Regions from separate parts of the Mus musculus genome. Here regions 2, 3, 4, 5 and 6 are each linked to region 1. The links are chromatin contacts, called in public Hi-C, HiChIP or PLAC-seq and Micro-C maps. All regions are on one chromosome and are shown on one strand. The core of a region is the stretch at or near the end of the contact, and the rest is flanking DNA. Distances in the headings are between cores, read along the strand shown. Region 1 holds the start of Klf16 (Kruppel-like factor 16). Region 2 holds the start of Sgta (small glutamine-rich tetratricopeptide repeat (TPR)-containing, alpha). Region 3 holds the start of Midn (midnolin). Region 4 holds the start of Pwwp3a (PWWP domain containing 3A, DNA repair factor). Region 5 holds the start of Gamt (guanidinoacetate methyltransferase). Region 6 holds the start of Apc2 (APC regulator of WNT signaling pathway 2).

Region 1 (5,013 bases), core at 1,787-4,286:
CTACCCGGTGCTATCTGTGCCTCCATCAGAGAACTAAACGGATCCAGGTCGTAGTCAGGCATGAGTGGGTAGGTAGACAGGATTCTTTCTCCTAGTCCACAGCCTTAGGGCATGGCTCTGGAGGGGATCAGATCTACCTCAGGCCCTATACTAGAGATGAGTCCTACTGACCTGAGGTGTACGTGACCACACAGGCTTCCTAAGTCAGCAGTATGCCACCTTCACTTGAGGGTGGAGTAGCCAAATCCCCTGCACAGAGAAGAGACTGGGGAAGCCAGCTGTGGCTCTTTAGCCCTAGGCAGAAGACTGAAGCAGGAGGATTTACCTTGAGTTTCAAAGTTAGTTTGGGCTACAGAGTGAGAACATGTCTCAAAAATTGAGGCCTGGTGGCACACACCTTTAATCCCAGTACTGGACAGGCAGAAGCAGGCCAATCTGTGAGTTCAAGGCTATCCTAGTCTACAGAGCAAGTCCCAGGATTGCCCTGGCTACAGTCGTTTAAATTAACTAAAAGGCAGGATGTAAATTCAGTGCTCCCCAGACACCCCCAAAATGACATAAAGGTGCCCAGATCCAATATGAATCTCTTGATCCCATGAATGGTGTTAATAAGGGAGTTTGGGGACACGGTATCCCGTGTGTGTCCTGGTGGTCAAGGATGATTCAGGATCCAGTGTAGAGTGGAACTCCATACCCCACCTCGTGGACCTGCCTGCTGTCATCCCTAGACCCCAGACTTCAGCTCTCAGGCCTCAATTTCTCTAGCAAGGCAGGTCACCCTTCCCAGCTTAGGGGTGGCTTGCAGCCTTTGACATTTGAGTAACAGAACTGTCTCCAGGTGGGGAGGGCGTTGGATTCCTCTGTGATCGACCTCAAGTTCTGGGAACTAGGAAGCCTGCTGGGTTGGAAGGTGTGGGTGGTGCAGTCTGAATCAGAAAGACAGGGTCCCTGGCTCAGCAGGCTCCCATCACTGCAAGGCCAAATTCACTTGGTGTGAGCCAGGACACCCTGGATTCCAGTCTGTGGCAAAGAGAGACATCTTTCTCCACTCTCTCTCTCCCTTCCCCCAAACCAACCCCCAACACACACACACAGCCTTGCTACATGTGTGGCCCCCTCAAATGTTCTGTAGAGAGAAATGTGTATACACAGGTGATATGGAGCTGCCCATACATGTGGGCACCAACACGGGGGTAGCCCCTAGACCACAGGGGCTCAAGCCAGCAGCTCAAAACACAGTGAGAGGAGGCATCATCTATGCCCTCTCTCTGGCTCAGTAGAATCCAAAGATGGCTCCTCCACCCCCATACCTGCCCTGAACATGCCTGGGGCCACCCACACACCTATGGAGGCTGTCCTAATCTCTCTCCCAGTGTGACCATGTTAGGAGACCCACCCCCACCCCCATCAAGCCCTCTTTGGGTGCCTTGCTGCCCACATCAACTGTATCAGTAAGGCAGCCTCTATCTCTTATATAGACAGGAGATGGCGAACCAAAAGCAAGTAAATAGAGGGATAACAAGCAGGGGGCCCTATCCCAGGGATGCCTTGGAGCTGTTGACTACACCGCTGTTAAAGGGGTAGATTGTCAAATCCCAGTGCAAATCCCAGCTAACATGGATAGACCCTTGGACAGGAAGCGGCCAGTACCTAGCAAAAGGTTTGCCCCATCCAATCCGGGGGGATTGGGCATCCCAGAAACACTGGTGTGGCTAAATCTCGTTGTCCATCTTGGACCTTGACCTGACCCATCACAGGTGTGTGGAGTGGGCCAACACAAAACGTAGGCGAAGAGTTGTGGTGAGGATTTCAATCCCACTGGATTGAAGATTCAAGCCCCAACTCCAGGTCCGGGTCGTGGCCTCGCTCCACCATGTTAAAAGTACACAGAATGGAAAGAAAAATGTTCCGGGCAGCCACCCCTCACCACTGCTATGCTACCACCTAACCCTGCGCGAGAGTCTTCGCTGCCCTTCGGAGGGAATCCGCGCTGCTACCCAGAAGGCCGTAACCCGGATCTACCGACCCTCTTCACAGATAAGGAAACTGAGGCTGGGGGAGGGCCGAGAAAGAACTACGGAACCGGATGTTCTGACCACCAAGGGCGAGACCATGAAGCGCAGAAAAACAGGACAAGAATACCAAGCGAAAACGAAGGAGTAGGGGGCTGAGGACTGTGATCGCGCGTGGTGGACCCACCATGCCGGGGTAGATCCCGAACAACCTGCAATCGCGGGAGATTTGGCCACCAGGGCCGCCCTCCGCGCGCCGCCCGACCGCGTGGCCGCCACGCCTCCCCGCGCGCGCCCCACCCACCACGTCCCCGCCCTCCCGGCCGGCGGGCCGCTGAAGCCTGGGCGCGCCCCCCTCCCCGCCCCCCACGCGCCACGCAGTTTCGGGGTTCCAAGTGAGATGGGGGAACGGGGTCCCCGAGACCTCTCTAATGCACTCCCTGCATCCCACCTGTGTAAAATACGAGGGGCTTACCTGTGTGAGTCCGCAGGTGTGACTTGAGGTGCGAAGACTTGTAATAGGCTTTGGCGCAGCCATGGAAGGGACAGCGGTGGCTTTTGGCGGCGCCGGGGGCGCGGCCCGAAGAGGGAGACGAAGCGGCTGAGGAGGAGGAGACCGGAGAGGTGCCCCCCGCGGTGCTGGCTGCGGTGGCGACTACCGGCCCGCCTCTCAGATCGGCCAGGATGCTGGCGGCCAGCAGGTGGGGCGCAGCGGTGGCGCCTCCCGGCCCCGGAGCCGTAGCTGGCGGTGGCGGTGCCCCAGGGGTCCCCGGCGGCGTGGCCTCGCGGCGCGTGGCGCGCACATCCAGACCGGCAGCGGGGCCCGCGCCCTCGGGGCCGGGTCGTCCGCGATGCACCACGGCTCCCGAGGAGATGGCCATGAGCACGTCGGCGGCAAAGTAATCCACACACGCCACGGCCGCCGACATGCCGGGCAAGGACGCGGAGACACGGAATCGGCGGCGGGAGAGAAGCGGAGGCGGTGGGACCTACGCCCGTCCGGCCGGCAGCGGCTGCTAGAGTGCGGGAGGCGGAGGAGGGAAGGGAGGAGGAGGCCCCGGCGCGCCGCCGCCGCCCGCGCTCAGTCCCGCCCCGCCCCGCCTGACGCTCCCTGACGCACCGGAGCCCGCGGGGGCGGCCGCAGCCTGCCCCTCCTGGAGGACGCCCCCTCGGGGCTCAGTAGCCACGCCCTCTCCCCACCGCGGACACGCCCCCTCCTGCCGCGCCCTCGGTCCTCCAGAGAGTCGCGCGCCACCGCTGATGGGCGGAGCTCACACTGCCAGCTGCCGGTCCTCCCGCACTTCAAACCCCCCCTCCCCTCGTGTACCAGCAGAGCACCCGGGGTCCCCAAATCCCTGGATTGTGCCCTCTCCACGTAAGAACAAGCCAAACGGAGGGAAATCGTTCCCCTGGCCTGGTACGCACTACCCTCACCAGTGCCCTTCCCGGATCGTCACCTCCCAAGGCTTTGAGAGTTACGCCCACCCCCGCGACACGCCCACACACCCCACCCCAGCCTCGGATGCTCCGCCTCCTACCCCCAGTGCGCGCCACGCCTCCTCCGGGCGCGCGCTCCATCCTCTTCCCGGCGCGCCCACCACGCTGTGCCCGGTGCGCAGTCGCCGGGAACTCTCCCCTCCCCAACTCGTCCCTCCTCCCACTCCACATTCAGGCACTGGGACGCGCCCCTGTCCGCGGTGTGTGTGTCGGGGGATGGGGTGGGGAGTGCGATCCGCACGTGGCCAGGGTGGGGGTGCGGAAGCGCGCTGCCCCGCCCCCGGGCCACGTGCGCGACCCTCCCCCTCCTTCCTGGCCTTGAAGCAGGGCAATAACCCACCAATCCTGACTCCCCATCTCTGGGTCCCCAATGCCATTCTTGGCTTGGGGACAAAATATCCCGGAGGTCGAACTTGAGAGCGTAGGGTACCCACTACCCTGCCTAGCTGATCGAGTTTGTAGAGTTCGTCTTTGCGCACCGGGACTCGAGAATCACTAGGCCTGTGGATAACCGGTATGGCAAAAGTGAACAGGGCTGCAATAAGAAGGTCTGGCTCGGTCATCTATGCGAAGCTAGGGACACTGGAGTTCTGGTTGTTTCGTCCCTCCCTCACTGGCCCTTTGAGACTGGGACAGGGAAACTGAGGCTGACTAATGGAGCGATTGGAAACTTCCATGGATAATCGACCAAGTTGTGAAATGATGGTCCCCTAAAAGCCCCAGGCCCTAGGCGCCGGTTGCGCGGAAGTAGGAGACCAGGCTCCCGCCCCTTCCTAACTCCCGCCGGGTTGCGGAGGCCATGCAGTGGCCCGCGCAGCCTCCAGGGGGCGAAGCACCCCAACCGACAGCAGTCTGTCGGTCCGAGCTCCATCATGTTTATTCCCCAGCAGAGGCTAACCGGTGGCAGAGGTCCTTGCTCTGGGTGTCATCTCTACCTTCCCCACCTGCACCCCAAGCTGACTTGGTCAGGTTCCAGTGCTCTGCCGTCGAGTTGGCCATGTTTCTCTAGGCCCCACTATACTTTGTGTTGACACCGTGTCCCTCAACGACAGAGGTTGAATACTCTGGGGGACCTCTGCACAAATCTAGCTGGACAGAAATGGACAGGTTACACAAGTCCACGTTGTTCAGAAGTACACACCTACCCATCTTTCCATTGCTTGCCCTCCAACAACCAGAACCCTGCGATCCTGACCCAGCTTCTGTGGCTTTCTGAAGGGATCTTTTGCCCTCCCTCCCGCCACCTGAAGAGAGGAGCCATCAGGATGAATTGATTCATGATGCCCCGCCTAACAGCAGCTAGAGTGGTAAGTAAGGTTGGTTGTACAACCACCAGGTGGTGCCACTTAGCATGCCCCAAGCACATTTGTGTCCTAAGGGCTTAAGCCTGTGAGAGCCGGCTGTGAGCTAATCCTGCCATTGCATGTAGCAGCCCCCCATTACCGTTCATGCATATTAGCCTCATACCCCAAGCCCCAGACACGAGGTGGATCGGTTGTTGATC
Region 2 (5,013 bases), core at 1,079-3,578, 480 kb after region 1:
CTAGCCTCAAACTTAAGGCAATCCGCCCATGTCTGCCTCTGGAGTGCTAGAATTAAAGGCATGCTTCATTATCGGCTACCAGTAGCATCAATGTGTGTGTGTGTGTTTGTGTGCGTGCGTGCGCGCGCGCGCGCATGTATTTGTGTGTGTCTATGTGAGTGTGTGGTGTGTGTCTATGTGAATGTGTGTCTATGTGAGTATGTGGTGTGTGTATGTGTGAGGTGTCTGTGTGTGTATATGTGAGTGAATGTGTGATGTAGTATGTGTATGTGTGTGTAGTGTGCGTGTGTGTAGTGTGTGTGTGTGTGTCCATACACATGTGGAAACTAAAGGTAGATCAAGAGTGAGTATACTCCCTCCAGGCAGCATGTCATGTTTTAGAGGCAGTGTCTGTCCCTGGGACACGGAGCTGATGTTGGGACTAGGCAGGCTATGCAGAGAGCCCGGTATCTGCCTATCTTGTGCTCCCCCACACACACACTGAAATTACAAGTGCCCCCAGCACTCTCACCCAGCTTTTTCCATGGGGAATCCACAGGGAATTGAACTCAGACCCTCATGCCAAGCATGTTGCTCACTGAGTTGTTTCCCCAACAGAAGCACTGTTCTGTGGGCAATGTTCCTGACCCCCACCCAGTGTCAGTGTCACATCAGAAGCCCCTTCAGTCACACCGATCACAAACATCCCCATACACTGTCCCTGTGGATGAGAATGACCAATAAAAGGAAAGACTGATCAAATAAATGACCACAGAGGGACAAAACAGGAAAGTCATCTCAATCAACTGGTGGGGAACGTGTGCCTTCACCAGCCACCACAGAGGCTAACAGACCTCTGCTAATGGACCTTAGGACAATTAATGTCCAGGTGACAGACACAGAGACATAACAATTTCAACTGACTTTCTTTGTTTTTGTTGTTGCTAACATTTCATTTTTGGTTTTGGTTTTTCAGGACAGGGTCTCACTCTGCAACCTGGCTGTCCTGGAACTCATTCTGTAGACCAGAGGCTGGCCTCGAACTCTGAGAGCTCCTCCTGCCTCTGCCTCCTGAGTGCTGGGATCAAAGTCGGACACCACTACAACCTGGCTTTTGAGACAAGAGGATTTCACCATGTAGCCCAACATAGCCTTGAACTTCACTTCCATCCTCCCGATTCAGCCTCCTACAAGCTGGGATGACAGCCAGCAAGCCCAGCTTACAACTAAACGGGCCCAGACTGACATCCTTTTTACGTTAATTATGATGCCAGATGAGGTGGTGGCACCTACAGTCCTGGCAGAGGTGGCGCTGAGGCCAGCCTGGCTCACATAGTGAGTTCCAGGACAGCCAGAGACAGATAAAGACTTTGTCTCAAAACAAACAAACTATTAATTATGTCGATTTCATTTTCAGACAGGGTCTCACGTTGTGGTCCAGCTACCTCCACCGTGTTAGGTATCCAAGGCTGGGCCTGAACTCACTCCCCGCGATCCAGCTGTCTCCCCCTCTCAATTGAAAGACTGGATTATAGGTTGTGGACCAAAGTTCTAGACTATTTGCTCGAGTCTTTGCTTTTGGTTGTTTCGTTTTCTGAGACAAAGTATGTAGTCCTTGCTAGCATGGAAGTCCCACGATACTCCTGCCTCTGCCCATGTGTCAGCACACCTGCCTTACCATTGTTTTAAGAAAACTCCTCCTCAGAGAGGTCAAGCTATTTGCCCTAGCATGCACAGCTGGCCCTCTGCCCTTCAAACCCACACACTACCTACCTTTGGCACCAAAATCAAACACACCCTCCCAATGGGAAGGAGCACCCACAACTGCTCAGACAATGGTGACAACGTCCATTGTACAGAAGAGGAAAACTGAGGCTGTGGGCAGGCAACAGGCTAAGCAAGGTCACCAGGGTGAGGAATGGCAATGTAAGAGGGTCTTAGACCTTAGGGGCCCCGAGAAAACTGAGATCCGCCCCACACACACCTAAACGCTGACCTTTTCGTGAGAAAAAGCGACGAGGGGTGGGGGTGGGTTGGGACGCTGTCTGCCTCAGTTTCCTCTCTGCGCCGCCCGCTCACGTGACCCCGAAGAGAGCAGAAGTCCGGATCACAAGCCACCTTTGTCCCAGGGGCTCCCGAGCACAGCGAAGCTAAACCCACAGACCCCCGACGCCCATACGGGGCACGGCGGAGCCCCCAGCCTCACCTCTCAGTCGACCGAAGACCCGACCCACCGACGGCTGCGCCTGCGCACCGCGGCGCAGCCAAGCTCCGCCCTCAGGACCAAGACGCCTGCGCAGAAAAAAACCATTTCCTGTGTAGGTTTCCTTTTGCGCATGCGCTCAAGTGCACCCTTCGCTCTAAAACAGAAGTGACGTCACGCGAAGAGGGGGGTCACAAGCTGGTTGTTATGGAAACTGCCCTCTGGAGGCATCAGGAAAACCGGAAGTTAGTCTGACAGTCACCAAGCGGGTCAGGCCTAAAGCACGGTGGGGCGGCGGCGGACCCCTGAGGCACCAAGGCAGACCACGTGGTATGGAGTCTGTCACGTGATCTAGCTGCTTTCAGCAAGACAAATCTGAATCAAAGCCACTAACTGATGCTATGAAGTTTTTGGTTCTGTTTTCGTAATTTTTTTTTTTAAAGATTTATTTATTTTTATATGTAGGTACACTGTAGCTGTCTTCAGACACACCAGAAGAGGGCATCGGATCTCATTGTGGATGGTTGTGAGCCACCATGTGGTTGCTGGGATTTGAACTCAGGACCTTTGGAAGAGCAGTCAGTGCTCTTACCTGCTGAGCCATCTCACCAGCCCCCTGTTTTCGTAATTTTTTTTTTCTTTTTCCTTTTTTTAAAATGACAATACTACGAGCCCAGCCTGGCCCGGAACTCTTCATCCACTTCGCCCATCTTGGAAACTGGCATATCCCACTTTCTGTGAAAGCAGTAAGTGTGATTAACCACTAAACAATCTACTTCACTTATTTTTATATTTAAAACCTATTTACAAACTTATCTTTTGCACACCCCAACTTCTTTCTGATGCCTAAAAGAAAAACAAAGATTAGCAGCCAGACAGTGGTGGTGCTCGCCTTTAATCTCAGCACTGGAGAGGCGGGGGAATCGCGGTGAGTTTGAGGCAAGCCTTGTCTACAAAGGATAGCCAAAGCTACACAGAAAAACCTGTCTCAAAAAATAAAAACAGGAGCCGGGCGTGGTGGCCCACGCCTTTAATCCCAGCACTCGGGATGAGTTCGAGGCCAGCCTGGTCTACAGAGCGAGTTCCAGGACAGCCAGGGCTACACAGAGAAACCCTGTCTCAAAAAACCAAAAATAAATAAAAAAATAAAAATAAAAATAAAAACAGGTCGGGCGTGGTAGCGCACGCCTTTAATCCCAGCACTCGGGAGCCAGAGGCAGGCAGATTTCTGAGTTCCAGGCCAGCCTGCTCTACAAAGTGAGTTCCAGGACAGCCAGGGCTATACAGAGAAACCCTGTCTCGAAAAACCAAAAAAAAAATTAATAAATAAAAATAAATAAAACCAACTTATCTTTACTTTTGAATTATGTGGATGTCTATGTGTGGGTGTCTGCATGGGAATACAGTGCCTATAAAAATCAGAAGAGGGCATGGAATCCCCAAGGCTAGAGTTGGGTGCAGTGCAATTCAGGCCCTCTGCAAAAGCTGTATGTACTCTACTTTTTTTATTTTCTTTGAGACAGGGTCTCATACCGTAGGCAAGGTTGGGCTAAAACTGCACTACCCAGTTTGCAATATGTACTCTTAACCATTGAACTATCTCTCCTATTTTCATTTTACCATGTCTTACTATGTAGCTCAGGTTGACCTTAAATTTATGGAATTCCAGGTGGGCCATGGTGGCACAGGCCTGTAATCCCAGCGCTCAGTAGGCAGAGGCAGGAGGATCTCTGTGAGTTCCAGGACAGCCAGGGCCACACAGAGAAACCCTGTCTTGGAAGCAGAAAAGAAAAGCAAGAACTCTGTCCATCCCCCTGCATCAGTGTCCAAGTGCTGATATGATATGCTGTGATCCTGCCAATCCTCTGCACACACCCCACCTTTGACATGGCGTAGTTATAATTACCAAACTTAGTGTCCTGGGTTGGTTAGGGATGTGAGGTGTGCAATAAGTCAGGATAGAAAAGCTGTGAGGGACGTGAGAGGAGAGAAGATGTTGCCACCTTCACAGGAACTGATGCCATTCTCTATCAGAGAATTCCAGGGCAATTACCAACTCTTTAAGACTTTTCTTCTTTCCAGGGTGAAAACATACTGTTTTCTAGAAATCTTGCCAAAAATTCCCTTTACAGGGAAAGGGTACTGACATAATGAAACCCTCTTACAACCTGTGATTTCTGATCTTTATCTCATCAGATTAGTTTTAACTATCGAATTGACACAACCGAGAATCGCTTAGCAAGAGTCTCCATGAAGTGCCTAGATGAAGTTGGTCTGCTTGTGGGGGTGACCTTGATTAAACATAAGTGACACCAGGCTTGGTGGCACACCTTTAATCCCAGCGTTTGGGAGGCAGAGGCACAAGGACTTCTGAGTTCAAGGCCAGCCTGGTCTACAAAGTGAGTTCCAGGACAGCCAGGGCTATACATCGAAACCCTGTCTCAGGGGAAAACAAAAAACAAAAAACAAAAAACCAAACATAAGTGACATGAGAAGGCCCCGCCCATTGTGGGTGGCACCATCCCCAGGAAAAGAGATGCTGAAGGAAAACAGGCTGGGAAAGACACTGCGTTTGTCTCTCTGCTTTTGACTGTGTATCCGTGTGGCCTGCTTCGGTTTTGACTCCCTCTCCCCCTTGCCCCATGATGGCCTATCTCAAATCACCTTGGCAAACTCTGCTTCAGGAACTGGCCACTAGTGTTCTTGTGCATTATATAAACTTTACTCTTGTGTTACTCAAATGCTGATCTCTGCTCTCTTATCTTGTTTCAATCTTGGGACAGGGCATTGTAATGCTTATACCAAGAATATCCTGTCTCAAGTTTGTGTAA
Region 3 (5,013 bases), core at 1,433-3,932, 430 kb before region 1:
CAGGCCGATGAGAAGTTCCCAGTGGGCTGAAGTGGCCACCAGGGGTCAGCAGTGCTCCAGTTGCTGGGCTTAAAGCTTCCTGGTGCCTGTCTGCCAGGTCATGGAGGATTCCCCAATCTGGCATCCCCACGATGCCTCTGGAGAGATGGCCTTGATTGCCCCTCAAAGCCACCTGAACCGTCGTCAACTTACCCAGCCTGTCTCCATTAAACACCAGGAACCAACTGAGTGTTCTGTTTCTAACTGCACAGCACAAAGCTAGGGCTCTCTTCAACCCTGCCTGGGGTTCCTGTGTCTGGCTGGGCCCCCAGAGGCAATCGGCGACTCTGGGTAGGAAACATGGTGGCTGGTTGTTGGGGTGCTGCCTGCTGGAATGGGTGGGATGGGCAAGCGTTGAGGGCAGGGCATGAAGTAATGGGTGTGACTAGTGCTGCTGGCCAGGCAAAGCGCCCTGACCACCAGCCAGGCCCCCCTGTCCCACCCCACAGGCTCTGGGAAGAATCGGGAACCACCTGCTCCCACAGAGGCTCCGCCCTAGGCACACCCAACCTGTGGGTGGCCCTAGCCTGGCTGGCTGCCTTCCCAGTCCCAGTTGGCACCTCCTTAGGCACTTAGGCCCCTAGCTGCCCCTGGGTGGGGTGGGGAGGCCTGGTAGGGGGTGGCCTTGGCACCACCCCATACCTTTGTACAACCACCCCTCCCCTTCCCACCCCACCCCCATGGCCAGGTATTATGCTGGCTTGCCCTCCTTTTATATAACCCACTTCAGCAGCCTGAGTAGAGTGCCATGGGGGGATAGGGGGAGCAGGGAGGCTTTGAGGGTGGTGAGTAGGTCTGAGCCTGCCATCACTGGGTCATCTGAAACACCTGGACAGTGACCAGGCGGGCTAGAGCCTGAGTGAGGCCTGTCGCACTGTATCAGGGCCCTGTGTGGGTGACTCCCTATGGCCACATGTGCCTGATCTGGGCATGAGTGTGCTAGAACCCTTCCCTTCCGACACTTGCAGCCTGGGGGTATTCCAAGATAAGTCACAACATGGTCATCTAGAGCCCCACGTTCCCAGCTCAGTGGTGTGTGGGCCACAGAGGTCACTGAGGTCATCGGGCTGGACAGATGTCAACAGGAGGCCCTCAGAGCAGCCTGGCCTGGCCTAGTATACCTTGTAGTGTGAATCCTTCATATCTTCCCCACCAGAACTCAGGGAGATATCTCCTATGAGGAGGTGTGAGCTTTGGAGCCTGGCCTCAGGACAGGACAGCCTGTGCTGGCTGGGCTGTGTCCTGGGACAGCAGAGCAGTAGGGCGGGACTGAGAACCTGGAGGTTGGGACCTTCCTGGAGGGCAGGGCCTGGACAGATTACTGAGTCTTGGGCTTCATGCTAAGGACAAAGGACCACACAGGAAGAAGAGACAGGAAGCAGGCAGTCTGGGCACCCTGCATTTATTACAGTGGCTTTCAGTCTGAATGGTGTCAGAGCCAGCCCACCTCACCTATCCCTTCCCTGAGGTCCCTCCAGAGGCAAACCCTGCCTCTGACCTCCACACTGCGCAGCTTCAGTTTGTACTTCTGAACAAACTCCTGCTCATCCCTCAAAGTCTCTGGGCCTCCAAGTGTTCTCTGGCCTGACCATGACCCTGGGAGACTGGGAGTGTCTGGCACGCCTGTCTGCTTGGGGGCCCAGCATGCCTGTCCAGAATGATCAGCCAGAGAGGAAGGTGACCTAGGAAGGAACTGGCCTGGGAGGGGCACCCAGGGTGGTGGTGGTGCTCAGACCAGATAAGTGCAAGAGACCGCATACGTGGACAGGAGATGGAAGGTTAGGGAAGTGATGGAGGGTCTGGCCACGCTCAAATGACAAAGGGCTGGCTCCTTGGTCCATAGGTGGGTGAGTGAGTATCCACCCCAAAGGCCAGGGCCAGGGCCAGTATGTGCCGATGCATCTGTGCTGTGAGAACAGATCACACATGCCAGGCTGCAGAAGGCCTTCCTTTGCTTGTCTGGTACTTTGTAATTAACCCAGAGGGGCCTGGAGATACAGACACATTCAGCCAAGCCCACTGATGACCTGAGCTGACTTCTGGGACCCATATGCTGGAGTGAGAACCAACTATGCTATGGTGTAGGGTGCATTAGGGACTGGGCTACTCAGAGGTCACACAGGTGACTGGCCTAGGCAAGGCCAGGGATGGATGAATCGTCACAGAAATGGCCTCTGAGGTCATCGTTAAAGGATGAGGAGGCTAGGCAGCTGTCAGGGGCACCTACTGCCTAGCAGGTGACACTACCCTGTTTTCCTGGACCTAGGCTGCTGACTAAGGAACCCCTTCCCGTTCCGCCCCCCCCTTCCACACGCGGGCGCCCCCAGGCGGAAGCACCAGGCCAACAGGAAAGGGGGCGGAGCAGGGAAGCAGGCCAAACACCCCCCCAATCCTAATGTGAGGTGAACCCCAGTACATGGGGAGGTAGGAGTTACCCAGGTCGGTGACACCCCTGAGGCACTGCTCTGTGGGTGCTGCGAAGCCCTAGGGCCGGTGTCCCTGTCCAGGCCAGCAGGCGGTGGGGTGGGGTGGGGGGGTTAGGGAATGCGTCACCATTGCCCGGCCCCCCGCCCCTTGCCCGCCCAAACTCCACCCCAGGGAAGGCGGCGCGGATAAAGGCTCAGGGGCCGCCCGCCCGGCCCCAGACCGGCACGGCCACCTCTTGCCAGGACCCATACGCAGGTCATCTGGAGCAGTGGTGACCCAGGACCTACGGAGCCGGTGAGTAGGGGCGGGACCGCACGAAACGGAGAGGGGCCCCCACCCGCCGTAAACTTCTCAGGCTGTCCCACTCTTTGTTCTTTGAATCGTCCGCACCTAGTGTGCCTCAGGACCCGGAGCCCTCCAACTTGTGGGGTGGGAGGGGCTGCGCACTATGGGCACCGCCCTGGCGGGACTGCAGCTCACGCCCCCCAACCCCCCCCCCCCCCCCGCACTCAGCCAGTGACCTTGAACTGTTTGTAGACTCAGTTTCCCTTTATGTGCGGTCTTAAGTCTTCTCTGCATTGCTAAGTATAAAGGTTCTCAACGGACCCTCCCCACATGCAGACCCCCAATTCTTGGCGCACCCCTTCCCCAGCCAAGACGCACGGCACTCCTCCCCCGGGACTCGGGCAGCGCTCCCGGGCGGGGACTGCAGAGGGCGCGCCGGGGCTGCTGACTCACCGCTGCCCGAAGCGGGGCGCGCGCGGGCGCAGCCGGGGACGCCGCATCACGTCACGGCTTGGGCGGGCACACCTCGGGAAACGGGCCGACCCGGGATTGGGAGGGGGGGAAGTCAGAAAAAAAAAAACTGAGGGTGAGTTAGGTTAGGACGCGAAGTGGCACTGGTTCGGGAGGGACGGATCTAATCAAAGCCACGTCACCGAGCTGCAGGGCCCTGCCCAAGCTGTGGGTTCCGCCCAAGTTCTCCAATATCATTGCATCCACCCACCCACGGGGGCGGAAGACAGCCCTGTCCTTGAGAGGCCAGCTCGCGACCCTTGACCATGAGGCTCAGGGCTCAAGCGACAGCTTCCGCAGGCTGTAGCTTCCCGGACAGACCCAGCGGGGAGGCGCCACGATTTCCTGTTCCTTATTCGGGAACAATGGCCGGCTCCTAGCCTTTTCTCCCGACCGCTCCCGTTGCGGACTGAAGGGGTTAGGCTCGCGCAGAGGGGCGGGGAGGGGGGGTGCTAAGTCCTAAAACTCGGGTCCGCTACCCTCAGGGCCCGCCCGCCCTTTGTTAAGGTCTTTGGGCCTTATGAATGGCTCTGGGAGCGGGTGGGGGGTCGCGGGGGCTGGTCAGGATCGGCCTCAGCCCAACCCTCTTGGCATCTCCATTGGACGCAGAAGGGACGGGGCGGAGAGAAAGGGAGGGTCTCGCTGCCACGTGGGGTAGCCCCGCGGCGATTCTCATTGGCCCGGTAGCGCGACGGACTGGGCGGTCTGTGTGTTTTGATTGGCCGCCGCCAGGCCGGCGGAGTAAGTAGTGAATGGGAGGGGGCGGTGGTCCCGCCCATTGGAACGTTGATACATGATAACTTTTTTTTTTCTTCGTACTTTCACCCCCAGATCTTGCGAGCGGCGGCTGCGGCTGTTGCTAAGGGAAGGGACGCGCGGGGTAGCACGACCCGAGAGGGATCCAGGCACCGTGCGAACCAGGATAGCTTGCCCCGTTTCTCTAGGACCCTCCCCGTGCCGTACCCAGGTCGCTGTCATCCGCCCTTGAAAACGGATCACAGACCCCACCCCGGGGCGCAACCCAAGGATCCCACACGACCCCGGAGCACCACTCGGATTCTTGATTGCCGGCTCAATTCCTAACGTTGGGACCTTCCCCAAGGGGCGCACGCACTGCTCCTGTCCCTGGGCGCCCGCGGAGCGGAGGAGGACCTTGTTTCGGCGGGGGAGTCCCGGCTAGGATTGGAGGCGACCCGCAGGCCCCCAGTTCTCCAGCGCGCGCCGGGGATGGAGCCGCAGCCCGGCGGTGCCCGGAGCTGCCGGCGCGGGGCCCCCGGCGGCGCCTGCGAGCTGAACACGGCCACGGAGTCGGCCGCACCCATGAGCCTGGCGATCCACAGCACTACGGGGACCCGCTACGACCTGTCGGTGCCCCACGACGAGACCGTGGAAGGGCTGCGCAAAAGGTTGTCCCAACGCCTCAAAGTACCCAAGGAACGCCTGGCGCTGCTTCACAAAGACACGTAGGTAGAGCGCCGCCCCCGCCTGCGCGCCCCCTGGCACCGGGCCGCCCCCTCGGGCCCGGGCCCCGGGCGGGAACAAAGAGCGCGCCGCGCGGGGAAGCAGGGGCAGCCAGACGGGGGGGGGGGGGGGGGATCGGGGGCGCGCCGCGCGCTCTCGGGCGCCCTCTGCTTGGCCTTACTTGCTTGGGCCCCTTCCCCCGCCGGGGTCTGCACAAAGGCAGGAGCACCCTGCGGGGCCCCAGGGTGCACGGGAAATACAGGGATGACAGGGGAGTTGTGGGCCCCCGGG
Region 4 (5,013 bases), core at 1,476-3,975, 350 kb before region 1:
TCAGATCCACACTCCCTTGTCTTGGGTCTGTTTGTCACCTCTCCTTCTCTCCAAATCCTTGTCCACCTGCAACCAGAAACCGAGTTTCGCCAGTGGATTGAGGACCCAAGTGAGGTTTGTCCCATCTCTGCTGTGCTGCAGCCTCAGTGGCCAAGGGGATGCTCTCTTTCTCCTGCCTTTGCTAGATAGTGTTTGCGCATACATGTATATGTGTGTGTTAGTGTGTGTGCATGTGTATGTGTGCACGCATGTGTGTGCCCACGCACACATGTGCCTGTGGAGGTCAAAAGAGGGCATCAGGTCCCCTGACGCTGGAGTTACAGGCTGCTGTTAGCTGCCTGATGTGCATTCTGGGAAATAAACTCAGATCTCCTGCAAGAGCATCAGTCTGCACTGTTAACCACAGCTCTACCTGTGTGTGTGTGTGTGTGTGCACGCATGCACGTGCCTGTCTGTGCATATGAGCCTAAACTCCAGGCATCCAGAGACAGGATTAGAGGCATGCATCATTACACCTGGGTTTTTGTTATGGATTCCTGGGATCGAACTCAGGTCCTTGAGTTTGCATGGCTAGCACTCTAGCTCCTGAGCCTTCTCCCCAGACTCTTTCTCTTTGTTCACTGCTGAGAGCTGAGAGATGCACTGCATGTAGCAGTGAACTCAATCTAAGACTGAAGTCTACACGTACTGCTAGTCCAGGGAACTTCCAATTGTGGATGTTCTGAAAGATTACATTGGAACATCACAATCTCCTCTGAATTAAGGTAGCATAGCACTGGTATTCCCAACATCCAAGACCCCAGTTAGGTCGTGAGGGGACCTTAGGAGGAACCGCATTGCCCTCACTGTGTCCCTGCTCAAGTTTTACAGTTTAGCCCTGATGTAGGATATTCAGTGCATAATGGACAGGACAGTCACTTGTCATGGAATCTCAGAGGACCCCCAACAGGAAAAGACATGGGAAAATGCACTAGCAATGGGGGTCAAGGCCTCTGTTCCTGGGTGCCCGACCCTGGCACATCTGTTCACTGAAGCTGAGGAAGAAGAGAGTTCATAGTGAGTGGGTTAAACAGGGACCAAGTTAACTGGTTCATGGGTAAGTGAGTTAGTAATGAATGGATCAACTGGCAAGTTGGTTAAACCATGAAGAGGTTACTAAATGGATGGGTTGATTAGTAAACGGCTAAACTGATGAATGGGTTGGTTAACTGGTGACTGGGTTTAACTAATTCCTTACATTACCATCTTTTGCTCACTGCTTCTGCTTCAATTGTGAACCTATAGAACCAACCTTGCTGAGAGACCTGGCCATCCCATGCATCCCACGGACACGCTCACACCACCCACTCACCCACATCCCCTCCACCACGCATAACCTCCAAGCTTATGCAGACCAGTAATGCTTGGTGGTGACAATGTGACAATCCTCACTTCAAGAGAATTACCTGAGAATCAGTGGCCTAGAACACACACACACTGCCCACTTTGGCCAGTGCTGTCAGGAGACCCTAGTACTGCCATCTAAGCTTCTGGGCCTGGGATTCCTGACCCCATGTCACTTGTGGCACAAGCCACCATCCTAATGACACCCAGGGTGCAGGCCCGTCATCTCACCTCTGTGGCCAACAACAACACTTGTTCTCCATCTGTAATAAGCACAGTAGAAAAACACTTAGGTTGGAGAGATGGCTCTTCCAGAGGATGGAGGTTCAAATCCCAGCACCCACGTGGCCCCTCACAACTTCCTGTAGTACTCCAAGATCTGATGGCTTCACACAGACATGCATGCAGGCAAACGCCAATGCGCATGAAATGGGAATAAGTAAACCATTTTAAAAAGGAAAAACAGTCATGAGAGACCAGGTCAGTGACATTGCTCAGGTGAGCAGCCTAACTGCCTTAGTTAAGAATTTGAGTGTGAACCTCACCTGCAGTGGTGGCACACGCCTTTAATCCCAGCATTTGGCAGGCAGAGGCAGGTAGAGTTTGAGGCCAGCCTGGTCTCTACAAAGTGAGTACCAGGACAGCCACAGCTATACAGAAAGATCCTGTCTCAAAAAAACAAAAACAAAAACATTTGTCGGCAGCCAAACTGGAAACTTCCAGTTCTAGAAAAGTCCATGGATACAGGTCCTGGATGCAGCCCCCCTCCCTCCCAGTCGCTGACTATGCTTGGGGACCTAGGTATGAGGCCATCTCACATTCTATTTTCCACTTCAGGACTTGGGCATCCTCACTGGATGGCTTTTTTTTTTTCCCACATAGGTGGGATAACTTCCTTCTGGGGTGGGAATCGGGTTACTTCGGAAGCTGGAAGGTACTAGAAGTCTGTGAGGAGCTCGTGAGGCCTTCGCCTTCCCAACCCCCCTCTGTCTTCGCATAGCTGCTCGCAGGCGGAAATCTGTCTGGAAAAAGGGCCCACTTTCCGTCTCAGGAACCATTGCAGGATGTAGGAAAACTGGGGCGTGGACTACGGGCTGAGGCGTGGTCTAGGGAGGCCGCCGCCGTCTGTGGGAGGGGCCATGATGTGAGCTCCATCTTCTTATTGGCCAGCAGCGGGGGGTGGGACTTGGAGCGGGCCTCCCGGTCTACCCTGCCTCGGGCCCAGGGGGAGCCCTCGCCGCGCACTCCACAAGTTGGGCAGGAGGGAAGGCGGTGGAGGGCGTGACCGATGGGCTGAGGCGTGGCCCGCAGGAGGTGGCGCGCTCTTGGGGGGCGGGGTCGAGGCGCAGGTACGCAGTTCCCATTGGGCGGCGGCGCGGGCGGGACTCGGCGCCGCTGTGAGGCAGGCCCCGCCCCTAGCCCGCGGGGATCTGCGCGGCGGCGGAGGCGGTGAGCGCGCGGGCTTGCGGCGGCGGTTGGCGGGCGGGCTTCCGCCGTTGGGACCGCCGCGGCCTGGTCGCTCAGGCTCGGACGCCGCGTCAGGCGGGCTGGGTGGGTGAGCCCGCTGCGGCCTGGGGAGGGCCGGGCGGGGTGCAGGCGGAGAGCCTGGGGAAGGGCGGCGGCTGGGCTGGACCAGCTGGGCCGCGTCCGGTTCTGCGCAGGGCCCACGTGCGGCCGAGGCCCCTGGGGGGCTGAGAACCTCGTTTCCTGGTGCAAACCCTGTGTTTCTGACCTAAGTCCCCTTCTCTGCAGCCTGAGCCCCATCCCTGCCGAGAGCCTCGTATTTCCGGCCTGATCCCTATCTTCTGCAGCCTGAACCCCGTATTTCCGGCCTTATATCTCTCTTCTGCAACCTGAGCCCCGAGTTTCCTACCTTATACCCCTTTTTTGCAGCCTGAACCCGTGTCCTTGCTAAGACCCCGAGTTTCCTGCTGGAGGCCCCTTATTGACCGGATACCTCGACCTCTGCAGTATCAACCCAACATTACACACATACACACACACACCCCGTGCCGCCTGAATCGTGAATTTACTGCTTGGTACCCTGTCTCAGCAGCCTGAATTTATGTCCTTGCTGAAAATTCTGGATTTCTTGCCTTATTTCTTCCCTTTGACCCCCTCTCTGCAGTCTAAGCCCCCAATTTGCTGCTCGAACCTTATCCCTGTTGTGAACTCTGAGTTTCATGTCAGAATCGCAGTCTCCGCGCCCAAACTCCCTCTAGCCTGACCTCCCATTCATTGCTGTAAACCCTATATTTCCTGCTGAACTCAAGTTTCTGCAGCTTGAATCTCAGTTCCTCTGTGAACCCCATCTTTGTTTCCCTACTGCAAACCCCACCTCTTTTACCTGACTCCTACCTGAACCTCTTTCTTTGCTATGGACATATTTGCTGCCCAAACCCCAGTCCTTGTTACCTGAGCCTCATCTTTTGTTGTCTGAGTTCCCATAACGCTGCAGAGCCCTTGTTATCTCCTGAAACCCCACCCTGCTTTAATGAACTCCCATCCTTGCTGGGAACCCTGTTCCCCCAACTCTGCTGCCTGTAATCCCTCTGGAAAACCTTTCCTGCTTCTACGATCCCTTCTACTACATAAACCCTTGTTTCTGCTGGTAGTTCCCTTGTTCCTGCCGTCCTTCCTGCTGCTTTGGTCCCCCTTCCCCCATCTTTCCATTTCTGTTCACAGCCCTGGCTGCTTCTGCCAGAACCCTGCATCTGTCCCTGTCCTTCCAGGGAATGGGGTATGTGGAGTGTGGTGTGTGCTGCAGCCACCCTTCAGGCCCGAGGCAGGGAGGGCTTGTGAGCTTTGCTGCTGCAGCATAGTTTGCGTGCAACCTTAAAGAGGGGATCTGTTAAATTTTATTTACAGAAAACAAGACATTTCCTCAAATTCCAGGGCCCTGCACTTGACTGTCACTTGGCTCTTTGCCCAACGTCTCAAGACCAGGCTCTGAATTGACCTGTGTCCTAGAAGCTGGGTGTGCGGCTAGCCTCTGCCCTGGAAGATTGTGTCTGTGTGAACCTCACTGCTGCAAGCAGCACCTTTCTAAAACACATTTCATTGCAGGGGACCTCTGGCCTCAGTCAAGCCTGTACCACCGCACGCCCAGATACTCCTTTCTGAGTCATGACGGATGCCAAGTATGTCCTCTGCCGATGGGGGAAGCGACTGTGGCCTGCGAAGGTGACAGCCCTTATTCTCTTAATTTCAGGAATTAGAAATGACTTTTGGTGACAATAAAGTCTTCATCAGGCTCTGTTCCTCAGAGTAACTATGAGAGAGAGCCGAGCCTGAATGCTCGGCACTGGGATCTGCTGGCACGAGTCCCAGGGTTCCCTCCACTCCAGGGGGTTTTGGTCTGGCGCTTAGGAGGCCCTAGATCCAGAATTGTCTTTAATTATTTCTCACACTAAGGGGGAAAAAAAAAAACAAAAAAAGAGTCATCTATAAAAAGGCTCAGAAGGCTGTGACCACAGGGAGTGCCTTGCTAGGAGCCCCAGACAGGAATAACTGTAGTGTTTGGGGTGTTCCTTCTAGCAAGTCAGAGGAAGTGCTGAGCTCCTGCCCTGTCCTGGGATGGCCTAGGGCTCCGGTGCCTCAGTTTATACTTGAATAAGAGTTCACATCAGG
Region 5 (5,013 bases), core at 803-3,302, 320 kb before region 1:
CTGTGTATTTGGACTTCATGAGCTCCCCCCAGGACGTGAGGTTGCAGTAGGTGAGGACGCCCCCGGTCTTCAGCAAGCGGAAGGCATGATTCTGCAGAGAGGCCAGTGGACAGGAAGGGGTAGGACCATGGGAAGAGAGCTGCTGGTCTGTAAATGTCACATGCCCTGCCCACCTGACCTTCCAAGGCCCACCGTCCCTGGCCCCCTGCAGTCCTACCTTAATAAAGTTGAACTGGTGAGTGTGCCAGGCCTCTTCAGACAGCGGGTACGTGTCATATAGAATCCCTGCAGTTTGAACACATACCAGTCAGCGCTGGCACAGCCTTGCCCAACCTCATCTGAGCCATCCCATGGCCTTGGACGCTAACCCAGCCCATACAGCTGCCCTTCCCACGGATGTGTCCCCAGTGCACATTGGAGGTGTGTTTGTTGGGATGGGGGACAACTTGTAGGCATCCATTCTCTCCTTACACCACGTACATCCTGGGGGTCAAACTTTGGTCATCCTTTTGATGGCAAGCTCCACCAGGCTGAAGAGGGTATGGTAGTGTAAAAGCAGGCACAGGCTGCCAAGTAGTACCCAGACGCTAGCGGGTTCCCCAGAGCTCAACCCCTTTGCCAGGCTCCCAGAGTTCCCTCACCATCAAAGTGACCGTCAGGCAGGGTAGGTGCCACCTCCTCCCACAGGCCTTTCAAGGGAACAACCTTGGAGAGGAGAGGGTCAAAAGAGGTTGAGGGTCACATGGGACCCCATGATCTCCCAGCCCTGAGGGTTACTCCCAGTCTGCACCCCAGCGGCAGAAGGTACCTTATGTGGCTGCCGCAGGGCCCAGTCTTGTAGACGCTGGAAGACCCCATCATTGCACTCAATAATCCAGTGTTCCTCTATGGGGGCCTGTTGCACCCTGGAGGCTGCAATGGCCATACCGAAGCCCACTTCCAAGACCCGGCCCCCTAGGAGGACAAAACATGACAGCTGGTTTGGGTGGGGGAGGGGGACTTAGATGTGAGGCCTGGCTCACACTTGCCTCAAGGCCAGCCAGCCAGCCAGCCAGCAGGACCATGTGGGTGGACAGAACAAAGTAACAGCAGAGTGTGGGCTCGGGCCAGCTGCCAATCAGAGCGGCTAGCCTGGGAGCCCAGGGCCTGGCCCCAGGGATCCCTGGACTCTGAGCCCCTGCCCACGCGATTTGTGCTCTAATCTGTGAGAAAGGGCCAAGCCTGGCTTGGAGGCTCTACACCTGCAGCCCCTCCACGTTTCATTCTGCACCTAATACCAAGTCCTCATTTGCCTTGGGTGAACTTTGAAGTCCACTCACTCACTGCCCATCTGCCCTGTTTGAAGCTGGGGTGCCTCAGACACCACCCCTTGTACAGAAGTTCAGGGCCACAGCACCGGGACAGCTGCCTCTCTGCTCAGTTTTCCCAAGCTATTCTTAGCAACAGCCCCTGGAGACTCGGAGGTTCCCGACAAGCACAAGCCTCACGCCCCTCTGCTCTTTCTCGCTCTTTCTATTAAGTTCCACTCGACTGTGGTCCGAAGACCCAGCCCCGGGAAGTAGAAATCTTCCCTGGGAGAGGAAGTTCCAGTTCGGAGCCGGGACCTCTTTCCTGCGTCCACTTTTTGCAAATACCCTTCCCTTCCCGACCAAGGTAGCCCCAAGGCAGCTCAGTGCCTCAGGCAAGGAAACTGAGACTTGCAACATGCATGGGAGCTCCTGCTCTTTTAAGCTGCAGCCTCAGTTTCCTCTGGCAGAGTACCTCTGGAGGCAGCAGCCGCCGCTAGCGCATGCATATAGGGGGTCTCCCAACGCTCCATCACTGGCTTGCCCAGGATTTGCAGGTGCGTGTCAGACGCGTCATAGGCCGCGGGGGCCGCGCGCCACGCGGGGCCGCAGTCCTCGCCGGGCGCGAAGAGCGGGCTAGCTGCAGAAGAGCTCATGGTGAGGCTGTGCAAACCAGGCCGGGAGCGCAGGGCTGCGGAGCCGCGGGGCCGGTGGAGGCGGAGTGGGGCGGTGCCTCTGCACAGAGATTAGCCTTGCACTCAAGTGGGTGGGAGCCTGAGGCGGGGGCGGGGCCTATGCGCCCTAAAGAACTCCGTGGCTGAGCCGTGTGGGCGGGGCCTACTCGCTGGGGCGGGGCTTTTCTGGGCTAGGGTGGGTCCAGTCATTAGAAGAGGGTTGGCCCTTGCTCTGGGAGGGGGTCCAGCCTGGCACTGGGCTGGGCCTGGGTGGATGGAGCTGAGGGACAGGGTGGAGCGTGCTCACGGTCGGGGCTACTCGCTGGAGCCCAAAGTAAAGTTCTGAGGGGCGGATCTACGGAATGGGATAGGTCCTGCACTGGTGGGCTGGGGAGGAGTCCAATCTTTTGCTATGGATGGGGCCAGAGCTGTGGGTTGGGACAGAATCCAGACTTCTATGAGGAATGCAGGCAGGAGCCATACAGGATGGAGCCTGTATGGTAGGACAGAGTCCAGCCTTCTGCTAGGGGCGGGGCCGGAGCAATGGGGTGGGGTCACCATTCTGCTAAGTATGAGAGACGAAACTAAGGAACGGGGCCAGCCGGCTGAGACCGTGGTGTCCAGCCTTCTGCTACGGATGAGGACAGAGCCATGGGGTAGGTGTTTATGGGATAGGATGAAATCCAAGCGTTCTGCTACTGGCGAAGCCTAGTCTTCTTTCACGGGTGGGGCCCAGCCTGGTAGAGGCAAAACAGGATCCGGGGCCTAGCTTTCCGCTAGAGCTGAGGCTGGCGCCAAGGAGGCGGGGCCTGAGGATAGGGTAATTGTGGAGTCCAGCTGAGTCCATCCTTTTACTATGAATGGGGCGGAGCCTGCGGACCTGGGCGGGGCCAAGTTATCTAGGCAGGAAGTTGGAGCCATGAGGGGTGAAGTGCCTGCGGTGCAAGGAGGGACGTTTAGAGACTACCAGTGGTCCCAGTGCCATGGAGAGTACCATATGCTGGCACGTGCACTGTTGTGGCTTCTGGAGGGGCGGGGCAAGCTCCCTGGCACCACATTTGGAATGAGGCTTGACTTTCTGCATTTGCCTGGCTGGCTCGCAAGGGTACTGGATTTACTGTTTGAAGAGGCTGTGAAACTTCCTGATCTCAGCGTGTCGTCCACGATGCTCCTCTAAGTTGATTCTTTTTTTTTTTTTTTTTTAGGTTTTTCGAGATAGGGTTTCTCTGTGTAGCCCTGGCTGTCCTGGAACTCACGCTGTAGACCAGGCTGGCCTCGAACTCAGAACTCCACCTGCCTCTGCCTCCCCAGTGCCGGGATTAAAGGCGTGCGCCACCAGGCCCGGCCCAAGTTGATTTTTTTATTTCTATTTATCCGTTTATTTAGAGACAGGAGCTCCTGACTGGCCTGGAGCTTGCTATTGAGAACAAGTTGGCCGCGAACTCACAGATTTCTGCCTGATTCTACCTCTGAACTGCTGGGATTTAAAGGCGTATGCCACCATGCCTGGCTGAATGCCTCAAGTTTAGACATTCATTGGCCTGGTGAGGTCCAAGAAGCCGGCCCTCTCTCAGCTGCTCTAATCCATACCTGTCATTCAGCAGCTCTAGCTTACTACTGGGTCACTTGGACATGTTAGGTGTAGCGATCTGATGATTTTTCTAAGAACTGCTGGAAAAGCAGTGACACTCTTAATCCTTAGAAGATGTTACAGCAATAACTGTTGGTGCCCTCATTTTACAGGTGGGGAAAACTGCTAAAAACAGGAGTGGAGACCAGGGCTCCAATTTAGAACCGCAACAGTTAGCACTTTTGGGAGTTTTGGTTTGTTTTTTTATTTATTTTATTTTTTGGTTTGTCGAGACAGGGTTTCTCTTTATAGCTCTGGCTGTCCTGGAGCTCACTTTGTAGACCAGGCTGGCCTCAAACTCAGAAACCCACCTGCCTCTGCCTCCCGAGTGCTGGGATTAAAGGCCTGCGCCACCACGCCCCGCTGTTTTTTATTTTTTAATGTACTTGGTGTCTCATCCCTGTGCACCACCTGAGGCGCAGTCACTGGCATTGTGATTTCCCACTTGGGTCCTGACAATCAAACTTTGGTCTTCTGGAAGAAACAGGTTCTCATGTAGCCCAAGATAGCTTCAAACTCTCACACAGCTAAGGATGACCTCGAATTCCAGATCCTGCCTCCTCCACCTCTCCAGTGCCAGGATCAACAATGTGTACTGCTATGCCCGGTTTCTGCAGCTCATGAAGGGTCTTGGGCATTGTGCCTGCCAGGAGAGCACTTCCCCCACTGAATTCTAGGTCCACTGCGCCACTCCTCTGAGTGGCCTTCTGATGATCTCATGTGGTCTAATTAAAGCAGAAAATGGGTAGCTTTGTCATCTCAGCACTCCAGAGTCAGCGACAGCAAGATCTCTATGAGTTCCAGGACAATTGGGGCTACATAGGAAGACTCTGTCTCCAAACAAAAGCTTTGGACTGTTTTTTATAATCTGAGCTGTTATACCCAGCACAGAAATGAATTGTTGCTTGTTATACTTTGCTGTTATTATATTATGTTCTACTGACATAGAGACTAGGACCCAGGTCACTCTCAAATTCAAAGTCGTCGTCTTCTTCTTCTTCTTCTTCTTCTTCTTCTTCTTCTTCTTCTTCTTCTTCTTCTTCTTCTTCTTCTTCTTCTCCTCCTCCTTCTTCTCCTCCTCCTTCTCCTCCTCCTTTTCCTCCTCCTCCTTCTCTTCTTTTTCTTCTTCTCCTTCTCCTTCTCCTTTTAGACAGGGTTTCTCTGTGTAGTCCTGGCTGTCCTGGAACTCACTCTGTATATTAGCTGTACTTAATTCACAGAGATCAGCCTGTCTCTGCCTCCCAAGTGCTGGGTTTAAAAGTGTGCACCAATACTGCCCTGCTTCAGGCTTTGTTTGTTTGCTTGTATGTATGTTTTGGTTTTTGTTTGAGAAAGTCTTGTGTACCTCAGCTGGCTTCTAGTTCACTATATAGCTGACCAAGGGAGGCTGACCTTGAATTCCCAGTCTTCCTCTCCAACCTGA
Region 6 (5,013 bases), core at 1,081-3,580, 280 kb before region 1:
CAGATTACTTGGGACCTCAGGGCATTCTTGGCTTTGCTTGCTCCCAGCCCTTCCTGTCTTGACACTTCCACGCCTGGCAGGTGGATTGAGTGGTCCCCTTCCCCAAGACTTTGGTGTAATATTTATCAGTTTGATGTTTTGCTTGGAGTCTTAGTCCTCGGGGCACCTCCTTTCCCCCTTGGTAAGGAGTTTGCCAATCCCACTGTCCCCCACCCTCACCCCCATCGGCCCCTAAGCTCCAGCAGAGGCCCGATGCTCCACGGTCAGCACGGGTCCCTGCCCCGGGTTGCTATTGGCTGTCGCCATAGCACCAGCTCGTCTTCCCGCGCCGCCATTGGCCCAGGCCCCTGCATCCCGCATCCTCCCCTGCTCGCTTGCAGTGGTCTCGCCCAGCGCCGGAGCGGCAGCGCCGCCTGGCTAGGCCGGGATGCGGCTTTGTCCCTCTGGAACAACCCCCTCTGCCTGTGCTGCCGAGACCCCCGGAGACCTAGACACCCCAGGTCTGGCTTGTAGGCCTAGCCAAGAGGAGGGAGAAGGCCCTGGGCTTTACAGCTACCCCAGACGCAAGTAAGCCGTGCGTCTTCCCTTGGGTGGAGGGCAGGGGCGCGACCTGCCGCGCCCTGTCAGTACGGACTCCAAGGCAGAATAGGAGCTGAGGGGAAACTGAGTCCGGATGAGGCGCTGCGGCTGGTCCTACACACACACACACACACACACACACACACATTCACGGTTCCCACACCGGATTCTTGGGAGATGGTGCATAAGGAATGGAAGAGAGAAGGATGCTGTGCGCCCCAGGGGAATTGCTGTGTGCTCTGGTCTGAGTCTTTTCCTCTCTACTCTGTAGAGGGAACGGGATGACAGGAAGTCAGAGATGCACACCTCTGGGTGTTGTGCCTCCCTCCTCTGAATCGCTCCGTAAACCCACATTCCTTTATTGCTGTTTTCCTGTCATCTGCCGAGGTGGCTTCTTGATGGAAGCTTGGGGCTGGGGATGGAGGCGGCTCTTTCTGTAGGACGATGTAGGTTGTGGGGCTACCGGAGTCAAAGGTGGCCTCGTGTGCAAACCTAAGGACAAGTGAGTGCATCTCTGTCCCCAGCGAATTCCAGTGTGCCTGTGGGGGTCAAGGCTTATCCCGAGGGCATCAGGAGCCATAGTGCAAGGATGGCGTCTTTTGGAGGGGAGTGTGACTTCAGTATATAGCAGGCAAGGAGAGGATGGAGGAGTGGCCTGGTGAGAGGGGTGCAGAATCGAATGCGAATGCACCCAGCCTAGAGGGCTGGTAGCCCTGTGGATTCCGAACAACAGGGTACATTAAAGAAGGGCATCAAATGTGGACTGAGAACGTCGGCACAGGTTGGCATGTGGGGATGGATGTCCGTACCTGCCGAGCCTCATCTGTTTCTTTTGGCTGGGCAGGGCATGGGTGACTTCAGCTCCAACCAGGGCTTAGATTAGATATGAGCCTTGTTCCTAGCTGGGATACCCCGAATTTGGTTTGGGTAGGATTAACATCCTACCCAAAGACAAGCATGAGTAGGTCTCCCTTGGGACCTTCTGTCAGCCCTTGGACCGGCCAGGATTTTCCTCACCCTTCAGGTGGATGCAGAAGGCGTGGAGAGGGGACTGCTTTGTTTGTATTAATTTTTGGTCTTTTGAGACAGAGCCATATGTAGCCCAGGCTAGTCATGAACCCAATATGTAGCCTAAGCTAGGCTTGAATTCTTGATCTTCCTACCACCACCTTCTGAGTGCTGAAACAATGGGTGAGCGCCACCATGCCTGCCTAACTGCCTGGACTTCTGAGCATCCCAGGGTCTGGATTTTGATTATGTCTGTCTTTCCTCCTCCCCCTCTTCTTTCCCACCCCTCAGCCCTGGACCTCAGTTTCCCTTTTGGGGGAACAGCTGTTTTAGGAAGAGAGCAGAAGGCATGGCTAGGTCCACAGCAGGTCCTCTGAGGGGATGGAATGATGAGGGGCTGAGACCCTAGACACTCACTGCTTCCCTCTACCCATGTCCTGGGTGACATCAGGGTAGGCGGGGCTTTCCAGAGAAGAAGGGAAAAAAAGAGCATTAGGTTATGTGTGTTGGGGGTGGGGGGAGCAGGTGTCACCTAAGCAGGGGAGGGGGTGTGGTTGGTTTGGGATGAAGCCTCAAGGCTGGCAAGGAGAGGAAGCTCCTGAGGAGGGAGCAGCCGAGAGGATGAGATGGTGTTACGCACTCCACCGTGCCTCAGGACGAGAGGATGCTATTGGTGGACCTCAGACAAAGGCGGAGGGAGGGGGCTTCCATAGACGGAAGGGAACAAAGACGGAAGGAGGATCAGTCGTGGAGGTCTCAGGATAGCCTTGGAGGGAGAGCCAAGCTGGGGGAGAAGGTGCTGGCCAACTGGACAGAGGGAGGAGGCCGGACAGAGAGAGAAAGAAAAGACAGACAGAAGCACAAAGAATGGGGCTGTGACGGAGCTGAGGGAGGCATGGTATCCAGGCTGGAGGTTGCTGAGCCATGAACAGAGCCACTGGGGACCCTTGCGTGAGTGGAGGGATGTGGGGCCACAGGGGGTCCCGGCCCAGGACACAAACACCTGGGAGGATTGTGGTGAGTCGGGGTCTTCTGCATCGCCCTCCCTTCCTCTTGCCCATCACTCTCTTAGCCAAGGCTGCTCGGCCTTCAGGGTGTTCTGGGCTATCTAGTGACCCCTCCTTCCCAGTGTGTCTGCCCTCCTGTCTGTCTGTCTGTCTGTCTGTCTGCAGTCAGCTTCTCCTGTGTCAGTCTGTGAGCCTGGTGGCCTCCAGGTGGCCCTGCTGACTTAGACTGCCAGGGTGACAGATGTCTGTGTGTCTCTCTGGCTGTCAGTACAGGTATCATAGAGTCTTTCTGTCTGTCCACCCATCAGTTAGCCTTATACACATCAAATAGCCTCCCAGGTTCAATTCCTCCTGTTTCTATGTCTCTCTCAAATGCTGGTTCCCAGGTGACTGGTTGACACTATTCCTGCCTCGAGGGCACACCCAGGATGGGTGGGAGGGCTGGGCTCTGCTCCAGGACTTTCTGAGAGGGAGCCGATGACCAGCACCCACTGTTGTGACCCCTTACCCCCAGGCACTGCAGGAGTTGAAAATGACCAGCTCCATGGCCTCATATGAGCAGCTGGTGCGCCAGGTGGAGGCCCTGAAGGCCGAGAACACTCACTTAAGGCAGGAGCTGAGGGATAACTCTAGCCATCTCTCCAAGCTTGAGACAGAGACTTCTGGAATGAAGGTGAGAGCCTGCATGGAGGGCATGGGTCAGAAAGACAGACACGAAAGCACCGATGTCTTGGGAGGGGTCCTCAAGGCATGTGGACTGCCAGGGTGACAGATGTCTGTGTGTCCAGGCAGCCCTGATGCTCACAGACCTATTCCCTACCATGCCCGCAGGAGGTCCTGAAACACCTCCAGGGCAAGCTGGAGCAGGAGGCGAGAGTGCTCGTGTCTTCCGGGCAGACAGAAGTGTTAGAGCAACTGAAAGGTGAGTGACTTCCAGAACGGCCCATGGCCAGCAGGGATATAGCAAGAGCAGGTCACTGACCTTCACCAGTGCCTCCCTCCCTCCAGCTCTTCAGACTGACATCAGTAGCCTGTACAACCTCAAGTTTCATGCTCCAGCCCTGGGCCCGGAGCCTGCCGCCCGGACTCCAGAGGGAAGCCCAGTGCACGGCTCTGGACCATCCAAGGACAGCTTTGGAGAGCTGAGCCGGGCCACCATCCGCCTGCTGGAAGAACTGGACCAGGAGAGGTGAGAGGGCGTGGGAAAGGACCTGCCCCCAGGGACCTCTGCCCTCGGATTGGGTCGCTGGCAATGACCCCGCCCCCAACCAGCCACACCCACCTCCAGGCTCTTTCACTCATCTCCACTCTATCCCTGTCTGGCTGACCCCAACTGGTGGACAGAGGATATGAGGACATTCCTGGCAAGGGGAAAGGCTCCTGGGAGAGAAGAGCCTCCACCCCCATCTCCGGGGCCGAGACATACAGGCGTCCCTAGGGACAGAGCCGTATCCAAAGTCAGGGCTCAGAAACAGGCCTGACGCCAGAGATCCTCAAGGAGGCCTTTGTTGATAGAAGGACAGAAGCCCAAAAATTCTGGGCCCAGGGCCAGTGGAGGGGGCAGCACCAAAGGGGGCAACCCAGCTCGGCCCCTCTGGGTTGCACGAGGTCACTTGACAAACAGTTTAAGTCCGCTCTGCGGCGCAACTTCTCAGATGAATGCTCTGTAAAATGGAAATAGAACTTTGTTAATTGGTATTGTTTTTCCTTTCTGGATCCCTGACCACATTTATTTCTTTGGGGACACCATAGCACATGTGTGGAAGTCAGAGAACACCAGGAAATCCCGGGAGTCAAACTCAGGGTTCTTAGGTTGCCGACAAATACCTTTGCCCACTCCGATAACTTAGCCTATTTAAACAAAAAATTTAAAGAAAGGGGTCTTGTACTGGGGAGATGGCTCAGCGGTTAAGAGCACTGACTGCTTTTTCAGAGGTCCTGAGTCCAAATCCCAGAAACCACATAAGATCTAATGCCCTCTTCTGGTGTGTATCAAGACAACTACAGTATACTTATATATAATAAATAAATAAATCTTTAAAAAGAAAGGAATAAGGAAAGAGAGAGAGAGGAGAGAGAAAGAGAGAAAGAGAGAAAGAAAGAAAGAAAGAAAGAAAGAAAGAAAGAAAGAAAGAAAGAAAGAAAGAGGTCTCAGCGTACAGTCCAGCAGTCCAGGCTGGTCAGTCTTCTGCCTCAGCCTCCTCAGTGCCTGCCGGGGTGACAGGGTAAATGAAGAGGGACTCTTGAGCCTGACCCCTGGTGTGTACACTGGACATGACAGGTGCTGGAGCACTTCTCGGGTCTTCCTAGGATCTCCTGTTCTTTCCTTTTTAGCTGGTTATTTGTTTATTTTTCAAGATAGGGTTTCTCTGCGTAGCTCTGGCTGTCCTGTAGACCAAGATGGCCTCAAACTCAGAGA

What was found. A called contact is a pair of places that touch in the nucleus more often than the background predicts. HiChIP or PLAC-seq counts read pairs in DNA pulled down with a chosen protein or histone mark.
Region 2: a contact with region 1 is called in an H3K4me3 HiChIP or PLAC-seq map of embryonic stem cells, with 9 read pairs. The contact joins the promoter of Sgta here to the promoter of Klf16 in region 1. A contact is called at or near these places in 4 of 39 promoter capture datasets (the SN4741 cell line, embryonic stem cells and liver), 1 of 484 Hi-C or Micro-C datasets (embryonic stem cells), 6 of 115 datasets of contacts at active chromatin or transcription factors (astrocytes, embryonic stem cells, large pre-B cells and 3 more) and 1 of 9 other capture datasets (liver).
Region 3: a Hi-C map of nephron progenitors shows a contact between it and region 1, with 4 times the contacts expected there. The contact joins the promoter of Midn here to the promoter of Klf16 in region 1. A contact is called at or near these places in 3 of 39 promoter capture datasets (the C10 cell line, neural stem cells and pre-B cells), 5 of 484 Hi-C or Micro-C datasets (CD8 T cells, cortical neurons, embryonic stem cells and 1 more), 4 of 115 datasets of contacts at active chromatin or transcription factors (bone marrow-derived macrophages, extraembryonic endoderm stem cells, large pre-B cells and 1 more) and 2 of 9 other capture datasets (adipose tissue and pancreatic islet).
Region 4: a Micro-C map of embryonic stem cells shows a contact between it and region 1, with 2.6 times the contacts expected there. The contact joins the promoter of Pwwp3a here to the promoter of Klf16 in region 1. A contact is called at or near these places in 2 of 39 promoter capture datasets (erythroid cells and liver), 2 of 484 Hi-C or Micro-C datasets (both in embryonic stem cells), 4 of 115 datasets of contacts at active chromatin or transcription factors (embryonic stem cells, pancreatic cancer cells and pro-B cells) and 2 of 9 other capture datasets (adipose tissue and macrophages).
Region 5: a Hi-C map of muscle stem cells shows a contact between it and region 1, with 2.3 times the contacts expected there. The contact joins the promoter of Gamt here to the promoter of Klf16 in region 1. A contact is called at or near these places in 9 of 39 promoter capture datasets (the C10 cell line, the HPC-7 cell line, cranial neural crest and 6 more), 2 of 15 datasets of contacts at CTCF or cohesin (CD8 T cells and the NIH/3T3 cell line), 6 of 484 Hi-C or Micro-C datasets (B cells, embryonic stem cells, granulocyte-monocyte progenitors and 2 more), 11 of 115 datasets of contacts at active chromatin or transcription factors (the SCID.adh cell line, Th17 cells, astrocytes and 7 more) and 2 of 9 other capture datasets (adipose tissue and liver).
Region 6: a contact with region 1 is called in a Hi-C map of cerebral cortex, with 4 times the contacts expected there. The contact joins the promoter of Apc2 here to the promoter of Klf16 in region 1. A contact is called at or near these places in 12 of 39 promoter capture datasets (the 3T3-L1 cell line, the C10 cell line, the HPC-7 cell line and 7 more), 1 of 15 datasets of contacts at CTCF or cohesin (the NIH/3T3 cell line), 4 of 484 Hi-C or Micro-C datasets (B cells, the N1E-115 cell line, cerebral cortex and 1 more), 6 of 115 datasets of contacts at active chromatin or transcription factors (astrocytes, bone marrow-derived macrophages, effector CD8 T cells and 3 more) and 1 of 9 other capture datasets (liver).

The regions. Positions count from the first base shown.
Region 1 is chr10:80,574,260-80,579,272 of GRCm38.p6, forward strand. Klf16 (Kruppel-like factor 16) reads right to left here and starts at 3,037. Exons shown (of 2, transcript NM_078477.2): 1 at 2,488-3,037. The coding sequence starts at 2,941. It overlaps Gm26710 (predicted gene, 26710), which reads left to right and starts at 3,865. Exons shown (of 3, transcript NR_155863.1): 1 at 3,865-4,023; 2 at 4,688-4,816.
Region 2 is chr10:81,057,943-81,062,955 of GRCm38.p6, forward strand. It overlaps Sgta (small glutamine-rich tetratricopeptide repeat (TPR)-containing, alpha), which reads right to left and starts at 2,329. Exons shown (of 12, transcript NM_001358550.1): 1 at 2,186-2,329.
Region 3 is chr10:80,145,590-80,150,602 of GRCm38.p6, forward strand. Midn (midnolin) reads left to right here and starts at 2,683. Exons shown (of 9, transcript NM_021565.2): 1 at 2,683-2,760; 2 at 4,093-4,724. The coding sequence starts at 4,489. Atp5d (ATP synthase, H+ transporting, mitochondrial F1 complex, delta subunit) reads left to right here. Exons shown (of 4, transcript NM_025313.2): 4 at 1-229.
Region 4 is chr10:80,223,873-80,228,885 of GRCm38.p6, forward strand. It overlaps Pwwp3a (PWWP domain containing 3A, DNA repair factor), which reads left to right and starts at 2,726. Exons shown (of 14, transcript NM_023431.5): 1 at 2,726-2,832; 2 at 4,450-4,566. The coding sequence starts at 4,510.
Region 5 is chr10:80,258,960-80,263,972 of GRCm38.p6, forward strand. It overlaps Gamt (guanidinoacetate methyltransferase), which reads right to left and starts at 2,053. Exons shown (of 6, transcript NM_010255.4): 1 at 1,762-2,053; 2 at 809-954; 3 at 642-705; 4 at 218-285; 5 at 1-91. The coding sequence starts at 1,942. It also overlaps a transcript of Dazap1 not described here.
Region 6 is chr10:80,298,712-80,303,724 of GRCm38.p6, forward strand. It overlaps Apc2 (APC regulator of WNT signaling pathway 2), which reads left to right and starts at 2,331. Exons shown (of 15, transcript NM_001372241.1): 1 at 2,331-2,604; 2 at 3,109-3,267; 3 at 3,426-3,516; 4 at 3,603-3,783. The coding sequence starts at 2,512.